Linked DNA regions of Macaca mulatta: region 2 is linked to region 1. Evidence: chromatin contacts called from public Hi-C data. All regions are on one chromosome and are shown on one strand. The core of a region is the stretch at or near the end of the contact, and the rest is flanking DNA. Distances in the headings are between cores, read along the strand shown. Region 1 holds the start of BSG (basigin). Region 2 holds the start of RNF126 (ring finger protein 126).

Region 1 (3,715 bases), core at 485-2,984:
GGTGTGGGAGGGATAGAGGGGTGAGTGGGGGAGGGACTGAGTGGTTTGGGGAGAAGGGATGGGTGTGGAAGGGATGGAGGGGTGGGTGTGGAAGGGACTGACTGTTTGGTATGGGGGAGGGGGGTGGGTGGGGGAGGGATGGAGGGGTGGGTGGGAAGGGACTTGTCTCACCCCCCACCTCGGTCGCCCCAATATTGACTTTTCTCACCCCCATCTCTGTCGCCCTAATAGCGACTTGTCTCACCCCCCACCTCGGTCGCCCCAATATTGACTTTTCTCACCCCCCACCTCTGTTGCCCCAATAGCCACTTGTCTCACCCCTCATCTGTCGCCCCGATATTGAGTTTTCTCACCCCCTACCTCTATCGCCCCAATATTGAGTTTTCTCACCCCCACCTCGGTCGCCCCAATGTTGCCTTGTCTCACCCCCACCTCGGTCCCCCAATGTTGCCTTGTCTCACCCCCACCTCGGTCCCCCAATGTTGCCTTGTGTCACCCCCACCTCGGTCGCCCCAATGTTGCCTTGTCTCACCCCCACCTCGGTCGCCCCAATGTTGCCTTGTCTCACCCCCACCTCGGTCGCCACAATGTTGCCTTGTCTCACCTTGGCCGCCCCGGAACTTCCCGGGTCCTTCCCACCCGCGTTGCTGAGAGTCCGGGTTCACTCATCACCTCGGGCGGGACCCGATCCTCCGCTCCTGAGGGCCCCCAGTGAAGCAGTGGGACGCGTCTCCCCAAAAAGGTGACCGCCTGCCTGTCCCGAAAGAGAATGGGATCCAAATGGGAAGTTTGGGGGCGGCGAGCCGGCCCCGCAGAGAGAAACTGCACTTCGGAAACGTCTCGGAGACCCCTTTACTTGTGCGGGGTGCAGCCGCCGGAGCACACGCGACAAAGGCAGGGCTTCTGGCCTCTGTCCTGCCCCTGTCGGGGCTTCTGGCCTCTGCCGCCATCTAAGCGGACCCCGGTTGGCTGAGACTCAGAACTTTTTAAAAACAGGGTAAACGCGCCCCCTGCGAGAGAACAAGGGGGCCGGGGAAGAAGAGGGTAGGGCTGATTTACAACTTTTGACCTGGAAGTTGAGTTTCTTAACTCAGTTTTCCCAACCAAATGGCGAACAGGACGTTTATACTGAGACATCATTCATTTTCTGAGATCCAGATTCCAGTGCCTTTGAAGTATTTTTACTTGGGGCGGAGGAGGTCGCTTCCTCCCGCCTAATTTATTAATCTGTTCACATAGATATGTACATTTTTAAAGGCAGAGAGGTGGGTCTCGCCATGTTGCCGCGGCTGGTCTCGAGCTCCCAGGCTTAAGCGATCCTCCCGCCTGGGCCGCCCAAGGCTCTGGGATTACAGACGTGAGCCACAGCGGCCGGCCCGTGTTTCACTCTGATCAAATCTGGGTAATACCCTCGGAATGTTTCAACCCCGTCGGCCGCACCGCTCCGCGCTCATTCCAGCTTTGAAAGCCGGAGGAAGAAATGCGCAGGCTCCAGCCGCGTCCCCGCGGGCCGCGCTCCCGTTTCCTAGCAACGCCCTGTCACGTGCGCCGCCGCCCGGCTTCCGTAGCGGGAGCCTGCCGGAGCCGGCGCGTGCGTGCGTGCGTGTGTGCGCATGCGCAGGCGGGGGCGACCGGCGTGCCCCGCGCGCGCCCCGCCCCCGCGATGACGCCGTGCGTGCGCGCGCCCGGTCCGCGCCCCCGCCGGTTTTTATAGCGGCCGCGGGCGGCTCCGGCGGCGGTTGGCGGCTGCGGGGCCGGCGAGGAGGAGACATCATGGCGGCTACGCTGTTCGTGCTGCTGGGTTTGGCGCTGCTGGGCGCCCACGGAGCCTACGGGGCTGGTGAGGAGCGGGCCGGGGGCGGGGGTGCGGTCCTGCAGGGGCCGGGAATGGAGGCCGCGGCCCAGGCTGCGGTCCGGACCGGAAGCCAACGGGAGCGTGGGGCCTCGGCGAGGGGCCGCCTGGGGTGCGAAAGGCCGGCCCCGGGGGTTTCCCGCGCCAGCCTGGAGCTTGGGGGTGAATTCCCAGGGTTTGAGGGGGGCTGGGGGTCCCTCCCGGCGCTGCCTGCCAGGCTCCCCCGGGCGTCGCACCCTCTGTGTGGGCGTGAAGCCCCTGCTTGGGGGCGGGAGCCTGGGGGTCCTGGCCAGGCCGGTCTCGGTCGGGGGAGGTGGGCGTCCTGCTTTTCGGTGGCCTGGGGTTGGGGGTTCCCCGGCAGAGGTGGAGGCTCTCGCCTGATCTCTGGGCGAGGGCGTCTGCGAAGGCGGCTGGAGGTGGCCCGCCCGCCCGTCCCTCCGGCCAGGAGAAGGGAGACCCAGAGCCTGGGTGAGCGTCCCCTTTGGCCTGGAGTCGGGGCAGGGGCTGGGCTGGTGCCTGCCCGACCTGTCCTGCTGGGACTGGACTCCGCAGGTCGGGGGAGAACGGCCTGAGGGTGGAGCCTGGAGACGGGCCCACCCTGCCTGCGCGTGTTAGGGTCACAGACCCTGCCCGGAGTGTCTGGGGTCCCCGCCAGGCCCCGCGCTGCCGGGGCGATCGTCTTGGCGCTCTCTCCTGGAAAAGGGGCTTTTGTCCTCCAGGCGCACACGGAGGCTCCGAGTGGGTCAGCCTTCCGGATCGGGAAGGGATTACCGTTCTTCGGGGGATTTAGCCCTGGCGTCTTGCCTCGGGCGTGCACCTGCCCCCGGGTGTTCTCCCAGACTCTTAAGCCCTCGCAGGCTCCCTCGAGGCGCCCTGCCTGGAAGAGAAGGCAGAATGTCCCTGGAGTGGCGCCAGCCTTCTCTCTGATTCTGCCTTGCTTCAGGGCACAGAATGTGGTGGTCTCTGAACGCCCCTTCTCCTTTACAGGCAAGGAAGCTGAGCCCTGTGGGGAGTCGAGGTTCCAAGGTCACAATGAGGGGCCTTGGCCACCCCATTCAGCGCAGGAAATAGTGAGAAAGTCGTTTTTAGCAGACTCTGACCGGGCATTAGGTTTCCAGTGCTGTCTTAGGAGGGGCCGTGTGGGGGTGGGCAGACGCGGTTTGGAGAGTGCATTTGGGAAATGGATTGAGGTGTGTTTTTCCGGGAGAAAAGCATGACAGCCTTTCTTGCTGGATAGAAAATTTCTTCCTTTATTGAGACCCCCATTTGGTTCTGGATTAAATATTTATAGTGAGGCTTAATCCCAGCACTTTGGGAGGCTGAGGTGGGTGGATCACCTGAGGTCAGGAGTTCAAGACCAGCCTGGCCAACATAGTGAAACCCCATCTCTACTAAAAACACAAAAATTAGCTGGGCGTGGTGGCGCACGCCTGTAATCCCAGCCACTCGGGAAGCTGAGGCAAGAGAATCGCTTGAACCCAGGAGGTGAAGGTTGCAGTGAGCCGATATTGGGCCACTGCACTCCAGCCTGGGTAACAGAGGGAGACTCTTGTCTTTTTTTAAAAAAAAAAAAAAAAAAAAAAAAAGGCTGGGCGCGGTGTCTCACGCCTGTAATCCCAGCACTTTGGGAGGCTGAGTCAGGCGGATCACGAGGTCAGGAGATCAAGACCATCCTGGCTAATACGGTGAAACCCCGCCTCTACTAAAAATTCAAAAACTTAACTGGGTGTGGTGGCAGGTGCCTGTAGTCCCAGCTTCTAGGGAGGCTGAGGCAGGAGAATGGTGTGAACCTGGGAGGCAGAGCTTGCAGCGAGCCGAGATGGCGCCGCTGCCCTCCAGCCTGGGCGACAGAGCGAGACTCCG
Region 2 (3,715 bases), core at 527-3,026, 100 kb after region 1:
GAAGCGAGCGAGACCCCTGGGAGACAGAGGAGCAAGGCAAGGCTCAGTCTCAGCCCCAGAGCCTTCACCCCACATCCGAGATTTCACTTTATTTGTTCCTCCTGCGGGGGAGGGGAAACCCGGTGGCTTCAGTAGAGAGGAAACCACACCTCTCTCTCCACTTCTGGGCCTGGCACCGCTGTCCTGCCATGCCCCACTCTAGCACTCGTTTCTCCTCTGTGACCCCAGCCAGGCGGCTTCTCCCGACTCCCTCCAGCCCCTTCCTGGGTCTCTGCACTGCTTGTTGGGGGCTTGGGCTCCCCTTAGGGGTCAAAGCGTAGCAACAGCCAGGCGGCAACGCACACAGCACAGTAAATCCTCAATGCCTGCAGTCTCTTCCCCTGGGCACGGGGTGGGGAGTCCAGACCCCTCCACCTCCTGCAGCTGCTCCCCTCAAGCTCGTCAAGCGGCTCCGGACTGAGCCGGCTCTGCCCCTTTCCTGCTGAGCCACCACAGGCCTCAGTTTCCCCATCTATCAAGCAGGCGTGGCTCGACTAAATCACCACTTCCCACGTCAGCCTGGGGAAGGGGAACACGGGTTAAAAATGCAGACCACCGCCGGCCACGGTGGCTCACATCTGTAATCCCAGCGCTTTGGGAAGCTGAGGCAGGAGGATCGCTTGAGCCCAGGGGTTCAAGACCAGCCTGGGCAACACAGGGAGACCGTGTTCCTAAAAATAATATTAAAAATACAGACTGCTGAGCCCATTCCACACCGACTGACTCCGAAACCCTGGAAAAGGGGCCTGGAAATAGCACGTCCGACCAGCACAGCTCCCACCTCCCCCAAGGTGACATCAGGGCCGCGTGGGGAACCTTGCCCTGAACGAGCAGGAAGTAGCACTCGGAACGCCCAGGCCCAGGGTCCTCCCGGGCGAGGGGTGGCTGTAAACACCTCGAGGAGGAGGGGGCTGCCCGGCCAAGCCCCGGTAGGGGAAGAACGCAGGCTCCGGTCACAAAGCCCCGCCGGCGGGCCGCGCTCGGACCCCGGGACGGTGCCTGGAGCCTCCCGGGCCTGGGCCTGCCTCCAAGGCGGCGGCCAGGGCTCCACAAGGCGAACCTGCAGCGAGGCGCCGGCGCCCCAGACCACGCGCTCGGCGGGGGTCCCCTGGCGTTATTCTCGGGGTCCGAGCCCCGCCATCCCCTCCTCCAGGCCCCGCCAGGCCTGGCCCCTGCCCTGCGCCGCGCCACCGAGCAATACCCTCTCTCTGCTCGCCAGGCCTCAGTTTCTCCGTTTGCAAAACCAGGCTCACCGGACTCGGAGGTCCCACCTGGGATCCTCGCGGCCTCTCGGGTCGGGAACGCCGCGGATGTGGGGTCACCCAGCCGCGATCCCGCTGCGCCGCTCCGGCCAGGCCCCGCCTCCCGCCCAGGCCTCAGTTTCCCGCATGTGCAGGACGGGGTTCGCGCCCGCACCGCCCGGGTTCCCCGCGGATCCAGCCTGGGCCGGCGCTGCCCCGAGCCTCAGTTTCCCTATCTTGGCCAGCTCGCGCAAGCGACCCCCACCCCGGCCCCGGCCTCGGCCTTGCCTCAGGCCTGTGGCACAGACCCTGTCGCCCGTCGCCCTGGCCCGGGCCTCACCGGCAGGCGCGGGACGATCTCCACGGAGCAGCAGTGGCAGAAGTACCGTCCGGGCTGCGGCGACGCCTCGGCCATGGCCGCCGCCGCCTACTCCGCGCCGCCCGCCCCCCGCGCGGCGCCCGCCGCCGGCCGTTTGCTGCTCCCTCGCCGGCCGACGCGCCCGCGCACGCTCACGCACGGCACGCACGGCACGCGGGGCGGAGAGCGGACGCGGGAGCGGCGTAGGCTGCGCACTCGGCCGGCCGCGGACAGGGCGACGGTGGCCGCTGAGAGACAAAATAGGCCCGGCCGTTGGGCGGGGCTCCGGGCGGGGGCGGGGTTCCAGCGGGGGTGGGGCTTCCGACGGGGGCGGGGCCAAGTCCAGGCGGCGGAAGAGACGAGGAGCGGGGCCTGCGCGAGATGGAGCCGAGGCCCTCCTAGTCTCCCGAAGCTGCCAGGGTCCTCGTGTCCCTCAGTGCTTCCCTACCTCATCGCCTTCTCCCTTCATGGTGCTTCAGCCCACTGTCCCCACTGTTCCTGGGGCTCGCCAGGCGCCCTCTCCCCGCCCCCTCCCGGTGCAGCGCTCCCCCAACCCCCACGTGGCTTTCTTCCAGGTCTTTGCTCAAATGTCAGCTTACAAGGGCTCCTCTGCTGCCCTCCTGCCCCGTGGCACCGTCAGGTCAGCTGCGCAGCGAAGGGATTGTTGGACCCACAGCAGCGACTGACACACAGCAGGCATTCCCTCAGCGCTGCGGAATACAGGCAGACAGGGGCTCAGGGCGCTGCCTGGGCCTGGCTGGGACCCGTGGGGTCAGATAGAGGCTGAGGTCCGTGGCTTGTGGCCCTGTTTCCAAGATGCTCCGGAGGCTGACGGCCCAGGGGCCTCCCGGGTGCGGAGAGGGCAGGAAACCTAACCCCCACTTCCAAATTTAATCAGTAGACACGGTATCAACACCCAGCGCAGGCCAGGATCATGTCTGAGGTTCGTTCTGGCCCAATCATGCATGTATTTGTTTTTTTTTTTTTTTTTATACAGAGTCTGACTCTGTCACCCAGGCTGCAGTGCAATGGCACAGCCTCGGCTCACTGCAACCTCCACCTCCTGGGTTCAAGCGATTCTCCCGCCTCAGCCTCCCGAGTAGCTGGGACTAAAGGTGTGTGCCATCACACTGGCTAATTTTTGTATTTTTAGTAGAAACGGGGTTTCACTATATTTAGCCAGGCTGGTCTCGAACTCCTGAGTCATGATCCGCCCACCTCGGCCTCCCAAAGTGCTGGGATTACAGGCGTGAGCCACCGCACCCGGCCTCATGCATGTATTTCTTTATTCACTCAACGCTCATTGAGCACCTACTGCATACCAGACCCTATGCTGAAGGCACGCAGAGACCCCCGGCCCCATGAGATTGGACCAGAGTATGGGACTCAGGGGTGACCCCAGCTCTGCCTCGGGAGAGAGAAAGGGCTTCCGAGGGGAAAGGACATTGGAACCAGGGTTTTGAGGGATGAACAGGATTTGACTGGAGTTGGACTTCCTGCAAAGTGAGGCATTGGAGCCAGACTGTTGAGGAATTAAGAGTTGGAGCCTGTGCATTGAAGGGTTTTTTGTTTGTTTGTTTGTTTTGTTGTTGTTTGGTTTTTAGAGATGGAGTCTGGCTCTGTCGCCCAGGCTGGAGTGCAATGGCACGATCTCGGCTCACTGCAACCTCCGCCTCCCGGGTTCAAGTGATTCTCCTGCCTAAGCTTCCCCAGTAGCTGGGATTACAGGCCGGGCACCACCACGCCTGGCTAATTTTTGTATTTTTAGTAAAGAAGGGATTTCGCCATGTTGGCCAGGCTGACCTCAAACTCCTGACCTCAGGTGATCTGCCCGCCTCGGCCTCCCAAAGTGCTGGCATTACAGGCGTGAATCACCAAGCCCGTCCTGCATTTAGGTTTTTTTTTGTTTTTGTTTTTGTTTTGTTTTGTTTTTTTTGAGACGGAGTCTCGCTCTGTCGCCCAGGCTGGAGTGCAGTGGCGCGATCTCGGCTCACTGCAAGCTCCGCCTCCCGGGTTCACGCCATCCTCCTACCTCAGCCTCCCGAGTAGCTGGGACTACAGGCGCCCACAACCGCGC

The links. A called contact is a pair of places that touch in the nucleus more often than the background predicts.
Region 2: a contact with region 1 is called in a Hi-C map of liver, with 2.1 times the contacts expected there. The contact joins the promoter of RNF126 here to the promoter of BSG in region 1. A contact is called at or near these places in 2 of 14 Hi-C or Micro-C datasets (cortical neurons and liver).

What each region holds. Positions count from the first base shown.
Region 1 is chr19:1,211,819-1,215,533 of T2T-MMU8v2.0, forward strand. It overlaps BSG (basigin), which reads left to right and starts at 1,735. Exons shown (of 8, transcript XM_077978863.1): 1 at 1,735-1,840. The coding sequence starts at 1,774.
Region 2 is chr19:1,316,376-1,320,090 of T2T-MMU8v2.0, forward strand. RNF126 (ring finger protein 126) reads right to left here and starts at 1,777. Exons shown (of 9, transcript NM_001261265.1): 1 at 1,621-1,777. The coding sequence starts at 1,695. All of the region lies in intron 1 of PALM (paralemmin), which reads left to right.